Linked DNA regions of Mus musculus: region 2 is linked to region 1. Evidence: chromatin contacts called from public Hi-C data. All regions are on one chromosome and are shown on one strand. Each heading gives the region's core, a stretch centred on a gene start, on an enhancer-like site or on the middle of the called end of the contact. The rest is flanking DNA. Distances are from core to core; before and after follow the strand shown. Region 1 overlaps Nup155 (nucleoporin 155). Region 2 overlaps Nipbl (NIPBL cohesin loading factor).

What was found. A called contact is a pair of places that touch in the nucleus more often than the background predicts.
Region 2: a contact with region 1 is called in a Hi-C map of liver, with 2.8 times the contacts expected there. The contact joins two enhancer-like sites. A contact is called at or near these places in 44 of 484 Hi-C or Micro-C datasets (B cells, B-cell progenitors, the C10 cell line and 35 more), 5 of 115 datasets of contacts at active chromatin or transcription factors (bone marrow-derived macrophages, embryonic stem cells, large pre-B cells and 2 more) and 4 of 9 other capture datasets (adipose tissue, embryonic stem cells, liver and 1 more).

The regions. Positions count from the first base shown.
Region 1 is chr15:8,130,117-8,132,828 of GRCm38.p6, reverse strand. It overlaps Nup155 (nucleoporin 155), which reads right to left. Exons shown (of 35, transcript NM_133227.3): 14 at 2,594-2,704; 15 at 1,273-1,367. Among named protein-coding and RNA genes, the nearest start is that of Nup155, 22 kb to the right of the region's middle. Within about 2 kb of position 1,363, at least 3 of the 459 cell types and tissues checked have an H3K27ac peak or open chromatin away from gene starts, as enhancers often do. A contact at or near this core is called in liver, where this site is marked.
Region 2 is chr15:8,291,258-8,293,969 of GRCm38.p6, reverse strand. Nipbl (NIPBL cohesin loading factor) reads left to right here. Exons shown (of 47, transcript NM_027707.3): 45 at 712-886; 46 at 1,645-1,833; 47 at 2,380-2,712. Among named protein-coding and RNA genes, the nearest start is that of Gm52208, 13 kb to the right of the region's middle. Within about 2 kb of position 1,314, at least 7 of the 459 cell types and tissues checked have an H3K27ac peak or open chromatin away from gene starts, as enhancers often do. A contact at or near this core is called in liver, where this site is marked.

The sequences.
Region 1 (2,712 bases), core at 114-2,613:
AAACAAGCAAACACATTAAAAAAAACAAAAAAACAAAAAACCCAGAATTTAAAAAACCATCTCTGACCCCAAGTTTCCTTCCTGTGTGTGACTCAGTCCCTCAGCACCACTGATGCCCATGCTCTGGAAGCGGCTGTTGGAGGCAGTAAGGAAGGAGGACTGACGATGGTAAAAAGTGTAAAACAAAAGGACAAAGAAGGAAAGGTACCCAGAAAGCAGTGATGTGCGCACCATGCTCCTCAGCTTGTTCCACGGGCACTGCTATCTTTCTATTTCTAGATTAGACTCTTCCTAATGAAGGTTAAAAATTTGCCTACTTCCCCCATTTGGCAAAGCCTTAAACTATCACACTGGTATCATCTAAAAAGTGGCCCAAGTGTCTCTGTGGCGCAATTAGTTAGCATGTTCAGCTGTTAATGGAGAGGTTAGTGGTTCTAGCCCACCCAGGGATGTCACGAGGCTTTGGGCTGGAGAGGTGGCTCAGTGGTTAAGAGCACTGACTGCTCTTCCAGAGGTCCTGAGTTCAATTCCCAGCAAGCACATGGTGGCCCACAATCATCTTTGATGAGGATCTGATGCCCTCTTCTGGTGTGTCTGAAGACAGTGACAGTGTACTCACATACATGAAATAAATAAGTCTTTAAAAGTGGCCTGGAAGTGGTGTCTCTTTAATCCCAGCACTCAGCCAATACAGGCTGAATTGAATGGTGAATCCCTGTCTTTAAACAAACACTGCCAACCACCAACACCAACAGAAAACACCAGGCTGCAGAGAGACTTCAGCACAGGTCTGACTTGCAGAGGACTTGGGTTCTATACTCAGCACCCACATGGGAGCTCACAACTGCCTAAAACTGGAGTCATGGGGCATCCACTGCACTCTTCTGGTTCCCAATGGAATTGCATGCATGAGCTGCATAGACACATGCAGGGAAAACATTTAGACACACAAAATAATTTTTTTAGTGGCCCTGAGGTTGAACTTAGCATGTGTAAGACCCTAGCTTTAATTTCTAGTACCAATAAACCAACCAACTAACAAACAAAAAACCAAAAAGAGCAGGGCTTTTATATACAAATATTTCACAATACTTTAAAAGTATTTGATGAACACTTTTGAACTAAGGATGTAGCTCATTGGTAGAATGCTTAGTATTTACATAGCATGAGGGAAAACAAAAACAAATCTACATTCAACTCTCAGAATGCCCCCTGCAACTAAAAGGTGGCCCAGTACATAAACACACACTCTCTCTCTCCACCCTGACATACCTAAAGAATGCCCGTGTTGCCCAAGCAGACACTTCTCTGTCACAGGCAGCAGTGGAACAAGCAAGAATAAGGCAAGTTGCACAAGCTTGGTCTTCCTGAAAGGGGGCAAAAGTCAGTGCATTAAAGACAAATCCAGCGCTCACAGCAAGTGCTCAATAAATACTTACTCTGGAATGAATTCAACGGACATGAAGAAAGCAAACAGCCCAGAAGTAAAGTTTAACTCAGGCATCAGTATTAAAGATACTTTCTCTTTAGTAAGATTCTGATCAGCTGTCATTCTATTTTATTCTTGTATCTTTCTATATTTTCTATATTATTGTATATTTCTATCTTTCTATCTTTTAGAAATTATCAGTAAAACCCAACATTTATTGAGTACCTATTATGTGCTAGGCACTATTTTAATAATCCAGTGTCGCCAAGGCAGTGGTGGCGCACGCCTTTAATCCCAGCACTCAAGAAGCAGAGGCAGGAGGATCTCCGAGTTGGAGGCCAGCCTGGTCTACATACAGAGTTCCTGGACGACCAGGGATACATAGAGAATCCCGTGTCAAACAAACAAACTAAATGCAGTATTTATTAGTTCTTATAGCACACAGTGCTGCAGTATGATGCAGTTTACATACAACTAAAGTGAATACAAGTATCTCACTCCACTGGAAAAAGTTTTTTTAGCAGATAGTCTGAATCCTGAATCTAAAAGCTTAGCTTTAATGAGAAAATAGTAATTTTAAATAAGACTCCCCAGTTTTAAATCTGTCAATTCTGATATGACTATTAACTACTAATGTCCCCATATTATGCCTCCAGTCACTACCTCAATTTATTCCATGGGATTGGGAATGTACACACATGTGCATGCTCATAACGGAATGACTGGTGCTCTTAATAAAAAGCATATTTATCATACAACTTCAATATCATATTCTTATTTTTATACCTTAATAAGAATGTGTCAAAGCTGGGCGTGGTAGTGCACGCCTGTAATCCCAGCACTTGGGAGGCAGAGGCAGGCGAATTTCTGAGTTTGAGGCCTGCCTGGTCTACAGAGTGAGTTCCAGGATAGCCAGGACTACACAGAGAAACCCTGTCTCGAAAAAACCCAAACCCTCCCCCCCCCCACCAAAAAAAGAATGTGTCAAAATCAGAGAATAAATGTGGAAGAGTCCTGTAACATAACTATTTTCATAGTCAATATGTGCTGATTTGAGTACAAAAGAACAGATAATCTGTGTATTACAGTATTTTACTTCTAGTTTACAAACTATTTTAATATTATACAGCTTCTTTAATTAAAATAAATGCAGTGCATAGTTACCTGATGTAATTTGAAGAATCTCTCAATCTCTTCTCCATCCCCTCCCACGTTACTCACAAGCAGATGTCTCAGCTGATCTACAGGTCTAAGCTTGTGAAACATAAGACTACCCTAAGAAA
Region 2 (2,712 bases), core at 65-2,564, 160 kb before region 1:
AAAGAGTCAAAATGAGGGGTTGATAAGTTAGCTCAGTAGATAAAGTGGATCTTACCTCTGAACCTGACACTGTGAGACTCATCCCCAGACCCAACATGATGGAAGGGAGAACTGACAGCCACATGTGCACATACATAAACAAAATTGTAGTAAATAAATGAACGTGAAACCAAGGAAGTAAGACCAGTAAGGTGACGAGGTGCATAAAGGTGCTTGCAACCAAGCCATGGTCAATCTCCAGGCCTCCACAGTGAGAGGAGAGAGCTAATTCCTGTGAACTGTCATCTGGCCTCCATGCACGTGCAGAGGTGACACACACACCTGCAGACACGCCCCAATAAATGTTCAGAGTTCTTCCCACAGAAAAGAACCAAAAGTTAGCCGGCACACCAGTTAATTGGACTCAGTTGTAAGAAAGATCGTTGTAGTCTATAAAAAGACGGAAGACACTGATTTCAAGACGACAGCATTTACTGTAACCTGGACTCTCAGTCTGTCCCTCCTCAGAGCCAGGTGCCTTGTTCTCGTCCCCATCAGTACAGACATCGCTGAGAGCAAAGGGGCACTCAGTTGATGTTGACTTCTTTCTTCTCACTGGGTGAGATCTGTAGGATTTAAAACTTGAGTCATTATTAAGAAAGAAAGAGTTAGAATCGGTTTAAGTATGTGCATGAACTTTTTTGAAATTCTGATTTTATATTTCCAAAACAGTAAAATTCAAAAATATTCTCCATCTGAATCTGCAAAAGTGTATGATAAAGCCATTAATCGGAAAACAGGGGTTCATTTTCATCCCAAACAAACACTGGACTTCCTGCGAAGTGACATGGCTAATTCCAAACTGACGGAGGATGTGAAGAGGAGCATCGTAAGGCAGTACTTAGACGTGAGTACCGAACTCAGGAGCATCCCGGGCTGGCTGTTGGGCTAACTTTCCCACTGTTCCCACCACGGTGCACAGCCAAAGACGGAGGATTGCTTAACAGAGTGAATGGCTTATGTCCTTAAAAGTTAAAGCCATGGGTCCCTTACCCTCCTGGCCATTTTCCTCTCCTTTCTGGCAACTAATTGGTTTTCCTTGTATTCACCCGCCCCCAATCCCACCGCCTCTCTCAGTAGTATCCCTCTGTCTAGCCCTGGCTGTCCTTGAACTCACAGAGATTCCACTGCACACTGGGTGCTTGGGTGAAATGTGTGCACCTAGCTTTTCTTGCATATATGCTTGGATGGTGGATGGGTGGGTGTGGTAGTACATGCCTTTAACTCCAGTACTGAGTCCAAGGCCTGTCAATTAATAGTCAATATTTATTTCCTGAATGTTTGTTGACTTGGACACACCTCCAAGCAAACTATGGGTCTTGATCCAAATCGAGCCTCTGTTGTAAAGTTGTAATGACATGGCCATGATCAGTCTATATGCTTTCCTACAGCAGTGGGGAGCTGTAATTGCAGCAGGAACCATATGCCCACCAGCCCCAAACGCAGTGCCTGTCATTCTGCCTCTGTACAGAAAAGACTTGTCAGTCCCTGATTTGCACAGTTAGCCATGGTCTCTTTCACCCACTCTAAACCACCACCATAGAAAACATCTAAATCTGGCAGTGTTGTTTAAATATTTACAGAAAACTCTCAATCTTGTTTTAGTTTAAACTTCTCATGGAACATCTAGACCCTGATGAAGAAGAAGAGGAAGGAGAGGTGTCAGCTAGCACCAATGCTCGGAACAAAGCAATTACCTCGCTGCTTGGAGGAGGCAGCCCTAAAAATAACACAGCAGCAGACACAGAAGATGAGGAGAGTGATGGGGAGGATAGAGGAGGAGGCACTTCAGGGGTGAGGCGGAGGAGGAGTCAACGTATTTCCCAGCGTATTACGTAAAATGATTTTTATGTGCTTATGTGTGTCAGTCTATTAAATGTACTCCAAGTAATGTAATGCTTATAAAACAAAGCAGTTTGTAGATAGATTCTCTACTTAACCATTTATACAGCCTTTTGTAGAAAGTTTAACATAAAAGATAATAAAAAACCAGAAATGAGATTTATTCAGCATAAAGGATTAATAATTTTTTGGATTGTATTAATGTGTGCTATCCTTTTTATTGTTGCTAAGTTTTATGTAGCTTTATGGTTTATATGTACATATAATAATTTTATATATCAAGAGTAAAGACACGGGTACAAATTAAAAGCTATATGGTTTTACAAGTATACGTTAACCCCTTGGCGCTGGCGGTCACGGTGCGTCTCATTGCCGGCAATGGAATGTGCCGGGGAATCCCAGCTCCCGGCGTCAAGGGATTACAAGCAATAAAAACGATAATTTCACTAAAATTCTTTTGTGTAACACTTGGTCTTTTTTCCCCTCCCAATGTTTTAGTCATTGAGAAGGTCAAAACGAAATTCAGACTCTACGGAGTTGGCAGCACAGATGAATGAAAGTGTTGACGTCATGGATGTCATCGCTATTTGCTGTCCAAAGTACAAAGACCGACCACAGATTGCAAGAGTAGTACAGAGAACCAGCAGTGGCGTCAGTGTCCAGTGGATGGCAGGCTCCTACAGCGGCTCCTGGACGGAGGCCAAGCGCCGCGATGGCCGCAAACTGGTGCCTTGGGTAGACACTATTAAAGAGTCAGACATTATTTACAAAAAAATTGCTCTAACGAGTGCTAATAAGCTGACTAATAAAGTTGTTCAGACTTTACGATCC